Linked DNA regions of Bos taurus: region 2 is linked to region 1. Evidence: chromatin contacts called from public Hi-C data. All regions are on one chromosome and are shown on one strand. The core of a region is the stretch at or near the end of the contact, and the rest is flanking DNA. Distances in the headings are between cores, read along the strand shown.

Region 1 (2,797 bases), core at 63-2,562:
GTCTGGCAAAGTGCACATGCACAGCGACTGACAATCCCACTTCCAGGAGACACGGTGCATATGTGAAATGATGTGAGTACAAGGGTATTCAACACTTTCCACACAGCATTGTCTGTGAGAGCAAAAGATTGGAACAACCTAAATATCTACCCACAGGGGAGTAGATACATTTTGGTACATCTGCTGTGATGGGAAAGCAAGCAGCCTCAACAAGCAGTGAGGGAGCTGTGTAGGGACAATGCAAGGTATTAAACCTAAACACCAGAGTGCGAAGCATGTGGATACTGTTGCCATATGTATGCATATATGTACACGTATATGTATTTTTTTCTCTACTCACACATATAGGTTTGCATGTGTGGGCTATTCCTAGAAGGGTACACCAAAAACCCACAATGGTCACTGCTTCTGGAGAGGGGGCCTGGGGGGCTGGCTGGCAGGTGACTAGGATGCTGCAGCTTAGCTGTTGGGAAGCCATGAAGCCGTCATGGCCACCATGGCTCCCTCCCTCCCAAGGCCAGCGGGGGTCACCCGACCCAGCTCTCCTCCTTAGCCTGCCCGCTCTTCTCTTACAGATCGAAACCCACAAGCTGACCTTCCGCGAGAACGCCAAAGCCAAGACCGACCACGGGGCGGAGATCGTGTACAAGTCACCGGTGGTGTCGGGGGACACTTCCCCCCGGCACCTCAGCAACGTGTCCTCCACCGGCAGCATCGACATGGTGGACTCGCCGCAGCTCGCCACCCTCGCTGACGAGGTGTCCGCCTCCCTGGCCAAGCAGGGTTTGTGATCAGGCCCCGGGGCGGTCAATAATCGTGGAGAGAAGAGAGTGAGAGTGTGGGAAAAAAAAGAATAATGCTCTGGCCCTTCGCCCTCTGCCCTCCCCCAGCTGCTCCTCACAGATCGGTTCCTCGGTTAATCACTAACCTGCTTGTCGCTCAGCTCTGGCTCGGGGCTTCCAAATCAGTGACCGGAACAGAGCCAAGTTCAGCTTCCCAAATTGATGGGTGGGCCAGTCCTAATAAAGTATTTTTAAAAACACTCCAAAAGAGGGCCCCACCCGGAATTTCCTTGGGCAGTTACTTTGATTCTTTTTTTTTCCCCCTCTGAGTGGAAGAGAGAGAAGGGAGGCTCTGAAAGCTGCTTCCGGGGGCTCTCCAGGCCTGGGGGCGGGGGTGCCCCGTTCTGGGGGTGTGCCCGAGGCAGCAGTGGCAACAAGGGACTTGAAACTCGGCACATGGGTGGAGCCACAGGCGCACGGGGCCGCCTTTGGAGCCGGACGGGCTGGGCGGGGCGGGGCAGGGGGCGGGGCGGGAAGCGGAGGGGCCTGTGCGGGGCGGGGACGCTGGGGCCTGCCTGGAGGGCAGCGGGCTGGGCACAGCCTCCACCACCCGCCGCAGCCTCGGGCCAAGCGGCGTCCCGTTCTTGGCGGCTCGGGGTCGGCGGAGGCCTACCCTCTGCGGGGAGAAGGGACGGGGCAGGAGAAGGAAGGTGATGGGAAGGACGTCGTGTGGGTAACCTCCTTGGAAAAGACCACCGAGCGCTGGCCTCTTCCTTGCTTCTCGCAGGGTGGGTGGGGGGTCCTGAGCTGAGGGGCTTCGCTCCGCCCCCTAGAAACCCCGTTTTATTGAGTTCTGAAGGTGGGAACTACAGCCGCGTTTTTGGCCACCTCACAGATCTGGGACTTAGGGCTAACCAGTTCTCTTTGTAAGGACTTGTGCCTCTTGGGAGCACCTGCCTGTTCCCAAGCCTGGGCCTCCGGTCCTAAACCTCTCCTCCTTCCCACGGCCATGCAGCCCTGCGTCTGCCCCCACCACGCCTGTGTGTCTGCCGTGCGGAGCCTGGTCACTGCCTGTCCCCTCACTACGTCATGCTGTCCCGAGTTCCCCGCCTCGCCACCCACCCCTTCTCGGTAATGGACATTGTTCCGATGGGGCGACACCTGCTCTATACCAAGGGGGAAGTCAAGGAGGGCGAGGTCCAGACACCGGGACCTCCATCTCTCTGAGTTATAGGCATCCAGCTGTGTCCCTCACAATGGCCCCCACCACCGTACTCAGTTCCCTGCCCCCACCGCCATCAGAGTCGCAAGCCAGGGTGGGGTTCGCAGTGACCCTGGATGTTCATGCCTTGTCTGGGCCCAGTCCCCGTCCAGTGCTGAGCTGGCAGCAGGCTGGCCGTCCCGGATGCCAGAGATGGCACTGGGGCAGGCGGGCAAGACCACGCCCGCGTTGTCCCCCACTTCTGCCCCAGCTTGTGACTGCCAGCCTCTTGGAGCCCAGGCGTTGCTCGATCCCAAGTCTGTGTCATCGGCCCTCTGCACCCCAAAAAGTGAAACGTGCCCCCTCGGAACTGGTTCTTCCCCCCGACCCAGCGGGAAGCAGGGTGGTCTGTCGTGGAGCAGCTGAACATATACATAGATGTCGCCCTCCCCTCCCCGTCCACACCCTGTCGCCTTGTAGTCTGATTTGTCTGTTTATGCTTGGATTCACCAGAGTGACTATGATAGTGAAAAGAAAAAAAAAAAGGACGCATGTATCTTGAAATGCTTGTAAAGAGGTTTCTAACCCGCCCTCGCGGGAGTCCCAGGTGTCTCTCACCCCACAGCGGGGACTTGGATCCAGAAGGCCCATGTGGCTCTCCCAGTTGATGAAAGATTTCCATCAGCATCGGGGACCCCACAGAGACCAGATCCTGACAATGGGGAACTCGGCTGTGAACACCTGAAGCCCGGGAGAGGACAGCAGCTCCGGTACCCACTCCCTGACCCGGGGCTCCCTTCTGTCAGGCAGAGGG
Region 2 (2,700 bases), core at 80-2,579, 180 kb after region 1:
TTAGAATTATTTCTCAGATAGAAAAATGATTATCCAGGGTTACTTCATAAACACTATTAAAAAGTGATTTTTTATCTGATCACTAAAAAATGCCCTTGCCACATTTAGTTTTAATAAATTAAACCCTCTCTGATCATTTTGATTGTCCTAAATTTTCTCGAGTTTAAGTTGCAGAGCCCATTCTATGTGGAAAAATAATAGCCATTCTTGACTCAAGTCCTACAAATAAAAGACCCTTCTTTCCTAGAAATCTTTAATAACAGGCCAAACAATTTTGAGCCAAGTTTGTGTGGAGGTAGGAGGATGGATTAAATGACCTCTTGTAGGATTCGTGCTCTCGTCCTAGGCCTGAATGAAAATTCCAGCTTAACCAGTTACTGCTTCGCTTAAAATGGAGGCTTGCCCGATTAGGGACAAAAATAACAGCACCCACCTCTGTAAAATAAATTTTTAAAAATTCAAAGCCTACAGTACCCTCATTTTTAAGAAAAATTAAAAATAAAAACCTCTGGAGTGGATTTGTTCCTGCTATGCGTTTGTCACTTCGGCGTCGAAGACTTGGCATCACTTTCCTTACGCTCGTCGGATTTTTTTTTTTTTTGGTTGGGGGAGGGTTGGGGGGAGTTTGACTTCTGACCCAGGTCCGGGGAGGATTTAAAAGCCCCTCCATAATCCCTAACGCAAGAGCTAAGGGGCGAAGAGAAAGGGGAGAGCCCGAGTTCCCACCCCTCCCCCCACCCTGGACCCCAGTCCCAAACCGACCCCCCTTCCCGCAGTGAGGCGACTCCTTCTGCCCCAAACCCATTGTTAGGGAGGGGGCGAAAGGGAGAGGGGGCTCAGGGCAGGGCGCCGGCGGCCGTTGCTCCGCTCGCTTCTGGAAGGGGGCGGCCCGCGGGATGCAGCTTCCCTTCCTCTCCGCGTCGGTCCGTCCCACCTCGGCTCGGCCTGGCGCCCCGGGCTGTGCTCGGCGCCCCCCGCCCCGGGCCCGGCCCAGCCCGCCCCCCGAGTACCAGGCCCCCGACCCCTCTGCCCGCAGCCTGAGGCCCAGGCCTGCGGGTGGGCGCGGGGAGGGGGTCCCTATGCCCCACACACGCGTCCCCGCTCCCCCAGCCCAGTCGCTTCCAGGGCCCTCGGCGGCGCCCGCTCCCCGGGCCCGTCGGCCCCCCGCCTCCCGGCCGGGCCGCCCCCTCGGGCTCCCGCCGTTGGGGCCGCCTCCCCTTCCCCACCATCACCCCTACCGACTCGTGCCCCCACCCCCCGGGGCACCAGTGCCAACGGCGGCTCCCCCGGCCCCCGGACCTACCTGCACAGCTCAACCAAGCCTAGAAGTGGGGGCGGGGAATCTTCCGCCCTCCTCTATCTCTCATTGGCCCTTCCGAGGGACATAGGGGTCTCTATTGGCTGGCGGCGAATGTCCGTCAGAGTGGTGGGGCGGGACAGAAGGGGAGAGGGATGCTGGTGCCTTGGCGTCTCTGTCTCTGTGTATCTCGCTGTCTCTGTCTCGGAGCTTGGAAATGAGAGACATTTGGATGAGAGGACTGGAAATGGGCCTCAGGTGGCAGGAATAGAAATAGGAATCCTGGCAGAGCTTCCCGCAAGTCTGTCACTCCGAACCCCCTACCTAAGTCCCCTTTAGATCCTCTTCCCCATCACCCCCAACCCCGGCCCCTCACCCTTGTAGGTTCTTCATCCAGGAAGCGATGTGAAGAAAACTCGAGGCCGGAAGGCCACAGAGGGAGATTTTATATATGTATATAAAATACACACATACAAATACTTATATAGAAAGTCAACCAGATATAAGGTCACAAGGGCCTGGAGAGGAAAGGACACACATCTCACAGACAAGGAAGGACTTGAGATATAGCCAAAATAAAGAATAAAAAATCACTCTAAGAGCTGGTAACGTGGTTTCCTTCTAGGAGGGGAGCTGAGGGGATCAGGTGTGAGGAAGATTTACATTTAACTATATATCCTTTTGTATCTTTTTATTTTAAAGATTTCGATTTTTTCCTTTTTTTTTTTTGAAATTACGTGGCTTAAATTTTAAAATAACTATAAGGTGGCAAAACCAGGGGGACAGTTAAAATGGTGGTCCGGACAAAGAGGGACAGCATGTACATTTGTTGAGGAATTTTAGTTTTTAGTATGTTCATTTCAGGATACCAGGGGTAAAACCAAGTAGAAGCGTTCGGGGACAACTGCAGTTATGGAATTCAGGAGGGGGTGGATAATCTGGGGAGATGATAGAGTTCTTCACATAAATATGGCAATCAGTGACATGCTAAAGGATGAACTCCCCATAGAAAAAGACATCCACAGTAAAGTAAGGAGTGTGAACAGAAAGACGGTTGGTGAGATAAAAACACACAGTGAAGAGGTATGAAAGTTAAGGGAGGAAGGGTCTCTGGAAAAATAAAACAGTAAAACTATGAGAACCTCACAGATGGTACGACTCATTTCAGGGACCCTCTTTAGCCTCATGCAGTAAGAATGAGAGCTTGCCATACACCTGAAACTAACAGCATTGTAAATCAACTATACTTCAATTAAAAAAAAATTTTTTTTAAATTAAAAACCAAGAGTGAAAGCCAAGAGAATACTCAAAAAGCAGAGTTCTTAACTTTTTCATACCATGTACCCTTCTCAGAATGTTTTTAAAAGTATAACAAATATACCCAGAAATTCAAAGGAACAAGT

What was found. A called contact is a pair of places that touch in the nucleus more often than the background predicts.
Region 2: a contact with region 1 is called in a Hi-C map of an unstated tissue, with 2.8 times the contacts expected there. The contact joins the promoter of KANSL1 here to the enhancer-like site in region 1. A contact is called at or near these places in 2 of 11 Hi-C or Micro-C datasets (skin fibroblasts and an unstated tissue).

What each region holds. Positions count from the first base shown.
Region 1 is chr19:46,002,534-46,005,330 of ARS-UCD2.0, forward strand. It overlaps MAPT (microtubule associated protein tau), which reads left to right. Exons shown (of 12, transcript NM_174106.2): 12 at 576-1,046. The coding sequence ends at 791. Among named protein-coding and RNA genes, the nearest start is that of MAPT, 51 kb to the left of the region's middle. Within about 2 kb of position 1,313, at least 73 of the 102 cell types and tissues checked have an H3K27ac peak or open chromatin away from gene starts, as enhancers often do. A contact at or near this core is called in skin fibroblasts, where this site is marked.
Region 2 is chr19:46,178,565-46,181,264 of ARS-UCD2.0, forward strand. It overlaps KANSL1 (KAT8 regulatory NSL complex subunit 1), which reads right to left and starts at 1,330. Exons shown (of 15, transcript XM_059878568.1): 1 at 1,304-1,330.